Linked DNA regions of Mus musculus: regions 2 and 3 are each linked to region 1. The links are chromatin contacts, called in public Hi-C maps. All regions are on one chromosome and are shown on one strand. The core of a region is the stretch at or near the end of the contact, and the rest is flanking DNA. Distances in the headings are between cores, read along the strand shown. Region 1 has its middle 95 kb from the start of Gm35803. Region 2 has its middle 30 kb from the start of Gm13749. Region 3 has its middle 24 kb from the start of Mir6899.

Region 1 (2,703 bases), core at 147-2,646:
CTTAAAGTCTGAGAATTCTTGGTTGGATTCAAAGTCCTTGGGCCATCCTTGCTTGATTGGCTTTACGATACCTCCGATTAAGGCAAATTGCCTCCAAAAAGAGTTGGGAGCTTAGTCAGGGTTTCTATTCCTGCACAAACATCATGACCAAGAAGCAAGTTAGGGTGGAAAGGGTTTATTCAGCTTACACTTCCATGCTGCTGTTCATCACCAGGGAAGTCAGGACTGGAACTCAAGCAGGGCAGGGAGCAGGAGCTGATGCAGAGGCCATGGAGGGATGTTCTTTACTGGCTTGCTTCCCCTGGCTTACTCAGCCTGCTCTCTTATAGAACCAAGACTACCAGCCCAGAGATGGCACCACCCACAAGGGGCCTTTCCCCCTTTATCACTAATTGAGAAAATACCCCACAGCTGGATCTCATGGAGACATTTCCTCAACTGAAGCTCCTTTCTCTGTGATAACTCCAGCTGTGTCAAGTTGACACAAAACTAGCCAGTACAGGAGCACAGACCCACAGAGTGGGCTAATGCTGAGAGGCCAGTTTCCACAGGCGAGGAGGACACCGTGAGCTGTTGTCACATAGTTTCTAGAGTCACCCAGAGCTCCACTTCCTGGTGGCGAGAGGTCACAGTTCTGAAAGATGTGCTGCTTGTTGACTCGTTCCGTGCATTTCCGGTGTGGATCTTGTGCCTTTCATTCAAGTTACTGACTCAGCTTAACCCTGCTTAGCTTGCAAGACCTTTCAGGGAAGTCAGAGCACGAGATGCAGTCACTGCAAGTTGTCACACATGATTAAGTAGCCAGAGGGAGTGATTTATGTGGAAAGATTAAAATCCCTAAATATGTATGGCCATGTGCTACTCTGATTGAGTGGGGCTTTGGGTATTTGGAAACTGCCCTGTGGGAAGTCTGCAGATTTCCACAGGGTGGGTGGGTGGGAAGTATTACTTTCAAGGGTTGACAGGCCACGTGGGTGGCAGAAATGTGACTATATGAAAATAGGGTGCTGCTTCCTGCTGGAGCCGAGCAGCTCAGATTCAAACAGGAAATTCTCGGGCATTATTTTGTCAGATTGGCTCTGGAACACTTCACCCGTGAAGGTGATATTCTGTGCCATCCGTTCTGTTCTCATCTCTGACCTTCCTGCTCTGTGGGTGGGGCTTCCTCCCCTTCTTCCCACTGTCTGTCCATGAACACCACTCCCTGCGTGCTTTATTCCTGCTTTGTTACTGACAACATCCTTACTAGCCTTCTTCCACCAGATCAGTCAAATAGACTATGAAGAGCCCTGACTTTGTTAGTCCTGGACTTACTATGTCCTAATCATAATCTTCCAGGTCACTCAGGATGCCACTGACCAAGCCATTAGTAATGGCTGGGATGACTTATGTAAGCAAGGATGTGGGGTCATCAAATAGAGTAAGAAGGCTGAAGCCACAGACAGAAGGACCAGCCTGAGTCACCACATTAAGACTAACGGGAGTGAAAGAGAAGCACTTTAGTAGTCTCACAGCATGGCAACAACCCCCTGGAGATTAGGCTTAAACAACAGAAACATTCTCTCAAGTTGTGGAGTCTGAAAGTCTCAGATCAGCTGCTATCTCATTTGGTTTCTGGCTTACCTTCTCAATATATGATCACATGGCAGAAGAGGAAGCTTTGGTATCTCTTCCCATCTGTGTATAATGTGTGCGCATATGTGTGTGTGTGTGTGTGTGTGTGTGTGTGTGTGTATGTACATGTACACAGGTTGAAGGGAAACTTCAGGTATTGCTTCTGCATCATCTTCTACCTTTTGAGACAAGGTTTCTGATTGGTCTGGAACTTTACCATGGCCAAGTTAGCTGGCCAGAGAGCGAAGAAACCTGCTTCTCTCTGACCCCCATAACTGGACTGAGTTCTGGATTATTTGACCTAAGGTCCTTATGCTTACAAGGCAAGTAAGCACTTTACTGACTGAGCCATCTTCCTGGCCTTTCCTCTTTTTATCAGAGTCTTATTCGCACACTGGAGTCTTATATCCGAGACTATATCTAGGCATAATTACCTCCCAGATTCTATCCCATTGGGACATAAGCTTTAGTATGTGACTCTGAAGCTGCTAGTGGTGGAGGGACCAGAGAGACACAGTTTTTAGTTTATGATGGAATACCTGAGTCCATGTCATGGTTTGTACAACCTGGTTACTTTATCATCAACACACTGAACACAAAGATGTTTTCCTAGCAGTTTTCTCTGAAGAATGAGCCAAAGGTAATGTATCTGTGTTTCTTCCACGCATCAGCAGGCTTCCTGAAGTCTACTGAAACTTGTGCATTCTTTCATTCTTCCCTTGATGGAGCTTGTGCTCCAGCCTGGTGGCACCCATATCATACCATGTCCTATGTCGTCACTGACCCTTTATTTCTAGATTATCTTCATGCTTACTAAGATTGTCTGCCACACTTTGCTTTTCTGATCATATCTACCTTAAAAGTCATCTCCTCTAGGAGGCCCTCTGGGATTGTGTTAAAAGCACCAAAGTGCCTTATATTTATCTGCATGTGGCAGAGAATTCAGTATCATATTTGTTTGAATTTTGTTTGTTTGTTTGTTTTGAGACAGGGTTTCTCTGTATAGCCCTGGCTGTCCTGGAACTCTCTTTGTAGACCAGGCTGGCCTTGAACTCAGAAATCTGCCTGCCTCTGCTCCCGAGTGCTGAG
Region 2 (2,703 bases), core at 114-2,613, 380 kb after region 1:
CTCTTTTGGGTTAGGGAAGGAGTGTCTGGGAATCACTGGGGTGGAGGGTGGGGGAGGTGAGTGTAATTCTCAGCCTGCAGGGTCTGAGATCACAGCTCTGGCCAGGCACCCTCCAACCTGCTTAGATGAAGAGGGTTTTCACAGCAGTGGGCGGTGCCATAGATAGCGTGGTTGCTAAGGATGTCATTATCACTCTGATTGCAGGAACCGGTGAGTTAATTGGCATGACCTCATTCAGGCCCTCCGGGGCCTACCTGTTCACAAATTATACAGGAGACAAAAAGTTGATCTTTTTATAGTGTCAGGAGGCAGCACCTGTTAACATTTAACAGAAGGTTTGAGAGAAGCTGGGGTACACAGTATTTATCTACCTGTTATCTTCCTCTCACCCCGAATGGCTTCCTCCTCACTGAATAGTCTTGAGACTTATCTTTCTAAAGCTTCCTTCTTGGTTGTTTCCTTTGTTTCCTGTAGAGGAAGTGAGATTTTTTTCCTGGTGGGAAAATCAGCCATTAAACTGAGGAAGGCTTGAGGAAATGAACTGAAATGTCTTGAAGGAAGAAAAATAGCACTATGAAGATGAAAAGGAACCGGGGATAATGGAGATTGATCGCTCGATCTATCTATGGCCTCAAATAAAACTGATCGGATTTAGCACGTTAGGTTATAGTTAAAAAGCTTCGTTGTTTCGGTTGGGGTAATACAGTTTCAGATTTTCACGGGAAGCCATTTATTTATTTTTGCATTTGTGAGTCATTTAGTCATTCCCTTGTGAGTGAGAATACATTTATTTCCCTGCTCCCTGCTGTTAGGCGTTCTATTAATACCACACTAGTTGAAATAAATGGAGCAGGAGAAACTGTTTGGTGGTGAATTTGTTTTTCAAAAAAATTTTTTTTGAACTGCTATTTTGGTAAGTTGGCTTTCCAACCCCTCCTGTGGTTTAAAGAGTGGTAACTTCTCACCCTTTCGCTTCCCCGACTCATGGTAGTGTGTGTGTGTGTGTGTGTGTGTGTGTTCCCTGCTCCTGTTCCAATATTGACAGCATCAAGGCCGTGGGAAGCCTTACAACCCAAGATGCGCATGCAGGAGAACCAGCCTGTGCTAAAATACCCCACCAAGCAGCAGGACTGTCAGAAATTTCAAACAAACGGACAGTTTTCTGGAGCGCAAGTTCTCATGCCTCTCTTTTGAACTCTGCCCCAAAGGAAACTCCAGCTTAATAACCAGGGGTTGGTTCTCCAGGTTAGAGGGAAGCGGCAAGGGTCGTGTTTCCCAGAGTCCACATGGGAGATTTTCAAATCACAGCGACTGTGCTCAGACACAATGCCCTTTGCTCGCGAGCCATGGCAGCACAGCTGAGCAAGATATAATGTGCTTGTTGTTCTGGACGGCTAATTACCATCAGTAATTGTTTGGGGCACTGAACACAGTGTGGGATAAAGACAGTTTTTTATAATTTTTTTTCAGGGAGGAGGGTCGATTCCACTCTCAGTCTTGAACCACATCAGCCCATTAGGCTGATTTGCCAGGTTGCCTCTGAGGACAGGTTCAGAAAAGCCCGTGGTGGGCCCCAGAAAAGCCCGTGGTGGACCCCAGAAAAGCCCGTTGTGGACCCCAGAAAAGACCGTGAACCACACACTGTTTCTGTCTGGCGAAGGTCAGGCAAACCCTGGAATTACTCACAGGGCTTTCACATCCCTGACTGCTCTGATGAGGATGGGGGAGGGGACAAGAGGGAGTAGTAGAAAGTGTCCATCTCCGGCCAGGGGGAGGGGTAAGGGGCTGGACAAGAGCACTCTGTTCTATTTGCTCCTTTCCCAGAAACCTTGAGAAGTGACAAAGAAAGAAAGAAAAGGCAAGCGAGGGACACATGTTCTCTCTCTCTCTCCCTCGCCTTTCTTCCTCTCTCTCTTCACTGCTTGCAATGGAGAGTCAATAACAGCAAAGATAATTTATGTTTAGGCTTAAACACCAACCCCAGAAGGTAATGTAGGGAGTGAAGGCAGAATGAAGATGATCCTCTGCATATAAGTATTTGGCTTCCTTTAAGGTTTTAAATTATGTACATCCAAGCTTGTATAAAGTGACCTCACCTGAAATTGACAGACAAAGATGCCGAGGCTCAGAAAAACAGTGTGAGTTCTCCAAGATGCAGGGCACACACTCAGGGGTGCTGAGACTAAATCGGAGATCTCCCATCACATGGAAGCTGATGTGTTCCTGAGACCACATGGTGCTTGCTGTACAGATCAGGATAGCATGCTAGGAGAAGGGTTGCAGCCAGGAGCCTGTGTGGCCTCCGGTTGGCCTTTCATCTTGGCTAGGATGGTGAGCTTGCTGATTTCTTTCACTTGTTTTATGAAACCAATAAAGTCAAGTGAGGCAAATGCTTTCCTGGCAAATCTGGGTGTGTTCTAATTGGCTTGTAGACGGACTTCCCGGCATTGCTAGGGAGTAATCCACCCACCCTAACCCCCTGAAGCTTACCTGCGAGGCATAAACAGGAACAGGGGTTAAGGCCTAGCTTACTAAAGGCACTTTCTTGGGGTAGGGGGATGGGGACGTTTTTGCCATTCATTTTCTACCTACATCCTTAAAATTTTCATCAAAGTTCCTAGACCTCTCAGGGCAGGCTCCTTTACAGGTGAGCTGCTCACTCCACTGGGAGGCTGGTTCTAATGTCCCCTTGTCCCAGCCCCT
Region 3 (2,703 bases), core at 145-2,644, 360 kb after region 1:
AGAAGCTCATAATCTTCCAGTCCCCAATTCCAGTTTCCTGAGAGAAAAAAAAAATTTTTTTTTTCCGATTGTTCAGGTTCAGAGCTATGGTTCATCCCTGGTAAGGTGCGTGTGTTCATCCTTCTAGAACTCAGGTAAGCCATAGGTAAGGCAGGAGCAAGGCAAATGTCACCCAGAGACTCTTCTATAGGGTAAAGCACAAACTACGCCCCTTTCATGGTCGTGAGGTAAACTTTAGAATATTCCATCTAGCCTTGCAGACACTTGAGCTGTGTATGCTAATAATTCGTGGTGAACTCCTACCTTCAGGGACAGCGTGCCGACTCCCCTTAGCAGAAAGATGGGTTCCTCCGCATTCATACCTGTGACATTCACCTGTGAACAGTGCTAGAGGGAAAAAAATCAGAATCATTCGCGGCAGCTCCATGAGAGCAAGAGCAGAGAACACAGTGAGAGAAAAGCCCTAATTTCATTCCAATTAGGACAAAGATAACGTGTGTAAGATATGCGACTTTTGTCACGGGTAAAACAGCCTAGTAGAAGAAAAGGATAAGAGAAGGCTCTAGATTCATTTCCCTAGCTCTCGGGCTGTGACACTGGTGAGCTGTGTGGCCTGAAGTCCATTGCTTGGCCTCTCTGGGCCTTGATCTTTCAGCAGTGCTGCAGTGGCTGCAAGTAAGGAAAATGGACAGAGTAGGAGGGAGACACCAGGCTACTTCCCCTCCTGCGCCAGATCTTTTAAACAGGATTTCCTCTTGCAGTTTGGAATTCCAAAAATATTCCAAGATTAATTTTACAAGCATTGAGGAGACTTGAGCACACACCACCTGTACTGTTCTGGCTCCTTTGAAGATGCCTGCAGGAATTCTCTAGTCTATGCAAGGGAACAAGTGGGCCGTCCTTGTATGCTTGCTGTGGTAGCATACATATCACAAACAGAAATTCTAAACACTGGGATCGGGTTTCCTAGTACGTGTGTAGTTTTCTTGTCACCTCTTTGACTGCCCTTCTGGGTGCCCAAACACAGTGCCCCCCTACTTCTCAAGAGTCTACCTTGTAGCTGGTTAGTTCACGCCTGAGATGGGCTTTTCCCAGCTTCCTTCCGGCTGTTTCTCCACTGGCTGAATTCCTCAAAAACTAATCAATGTGTTCTCAGAAAACAGAACCTGGCTAGGAATGTTTATCATTTTCTTTGCTAAGTGCTGTTTTTTTTACACGTTGGACCTCTGATTTCCTACAATTCTTGGAGAGCACTGGCAGGAAGAGGGTAGGAAACCCCGTGCCATAGAGGGACTGTGATTAAGTCGGCTTCCGTTCTCTCCTTCCTTTCTGGGCTGGAGTGAGCTGGGTGCCCTGAACCAGCGGCTCTCCCCACCCCCCACCCCACAGGAGGCCAGTGTCTTTGATGGTGTATTTTTAGACGATCTGAACAGAATGACCGCTGCGTGTCTGTCCCTCCCCAGCAGCAGGCTTTTCCATTTACTTGCTTGTTCACTGATTTGGATTTCCTTCCAAATAAAATGTAAGCAAGGCCAACGCGCTGTCGTTAGAAAACATTCCTGCCTTGAGAAGCAGCTTTCAAGGAGAAATGATGGAAATGAGAGTAAAAGGAAAGGCGTCAAGGGTTCCAAAAGCATCCCCACAGTGGTCTAAGAGGAACTTTCAGTTTTTAATGTGCATGTGTGCGCGCGTGTGTGTACATATGCATAAGCTGTGAAGACCAGAGGTCAAGGTCCGGTCTCACCTCTGTCTTTCTCTACCTTCATTTTGAAACAGTGTCTCTCACTGGGTCTGGAGCTCACCAATTGGACTGAGGTGGCTAGCTAACCAGCTCCAGGAAGCCTCAGGTCTTTGCCATCACTCCCTCCCTCCCCAGTCGCAGATGCCTGCTCTTTTAGCCGATGCTGTAGACCTAGACTCAGGTCCGCCTCACTCTTGCTAACCCTAGACCATCGGAGCTGTTTCCCCTCTAAGAGACACTTGATAGTGACTGTCACAACCTGATCACAGGTGGTAGTGTGTTTCCAACTCTGATAGCACATCTGATCTCATTGCTTTATTATCTAGATTTTAAATAATAGTTCTCATGACAGGGAACTAGGGAAACAGCCAGGATCTAAGCCTGTGTCCTTAGCACCATCTCTCCTTTGTATTGAGGACACTAGAGCCCAGGGAGGGCCATTAGCCCAGGGAGATTTGGCTGTAGGACCCTAAATAGGAAGCCTGAGATTTTAAAAAAAGCAACTCTACTAATTCTATTTCTCCTTGGTGTGCTGTCCAGCCCATACCGAGCAAATTTAACTCAACCATGATAGGTTGTACAAAGATTTGCGTCACTTAGCAGATCTTTATGTTTATAAATGGGTTAAAATATTCTGTAAATTTGCTTGCTCAGAAGGTGTGCTCTACTCTGTTTAGATTAAAGCAGGCAGCTTTGTTTTACAAGTGAAGCCACAGCTACACCATTGTATGTGTTCTTTTACAAGAGGAAGCATTTTCGTTTGGTGTTTTATGATACAGGAGTTGGGATTAATTAATTTACTAATTTAGCTAATGAGTAAATGCTAAGCTAAAGACTGGGCTAAACCCTGGGAATTCAAGGATGCTCAAGGCAATTTATATTAGTTAGAACTGTGTGTTTATGCTTATTCATTTGCTTTGGTGGTGACAGAAACTCAACATGAAAAGGCCTCGCACAAAGGG

What was found. A called contact is a pair of places that touch in the nucleus more often than the background predicts.
Region 2: a contact with region 1 is called in a Hi-C map of the N1E-115 cell line, with 2.4 times the contacts expected there. The contact joins two enhancer-like sites.
Region 3: a Hi-C map of liver shows a contact between it and region 1, with 4 times the contacts expected there. The contact joins two enhancer-like sites. A contact is called at or near these places in 2 of 484 Hi-C or Micro-C datasets (cortical neurons and liver) and 1 of 9 other capture datasets (embryonic stem cells).

Annotation. Positions count from the first base shown.
Region 1 is chr1:64,372,869-64,375,571 of GRCm38.p6, reverse strand. No RefSeq gene overlaps it. Among named protein-coding and RNA genes, the nearest start is that of Gm35803, 95 kb to the right of the region's middle. Within about 2 kb of position 1,396, at least 34 of the 459 cell types and tissues checked have an H3K27ac peak or open chromatin away from gene starts, as enhancers often do. A contact at or near this core is called in the N1E-115 cell line and liver, where this site is marked.
Region 2 is chr1:63,993,476-63,996,178 of GRCm38.p6, reverse strand. No RefSeq gene overlaps it. Among named protein-coding and RNA genes, the nearest start is that of Gm13749, 30 kb to the right of the region's middle. RefSeq lists an enhancer at 1-2,703. Within about 2 kb of position 1,363, at least 114 of the 459 cell types and tissues checked have an H3K27ac peak or open chromatin away from gene starts, as enhancers often do. A contact at or near this core is called in the N1E-115 cell line, where this site is marked.
Region 3 is chr1:64,017,507-64,020,209 of GRCm38.p6, reverse strand. No RefSeq gene overlaps it. Among named protein-coding and RNA genes, the nearest start is that of Mir6899, 24 kb to the left of the region's middle. Within about 2 kb of position 1,394, at least 39 of the 459 cell types and tissues checked have an H3K27ac peak or open chromatin away from gene starts, as enhancers often do. A contact at or near this core is called in liver, where this site is marked.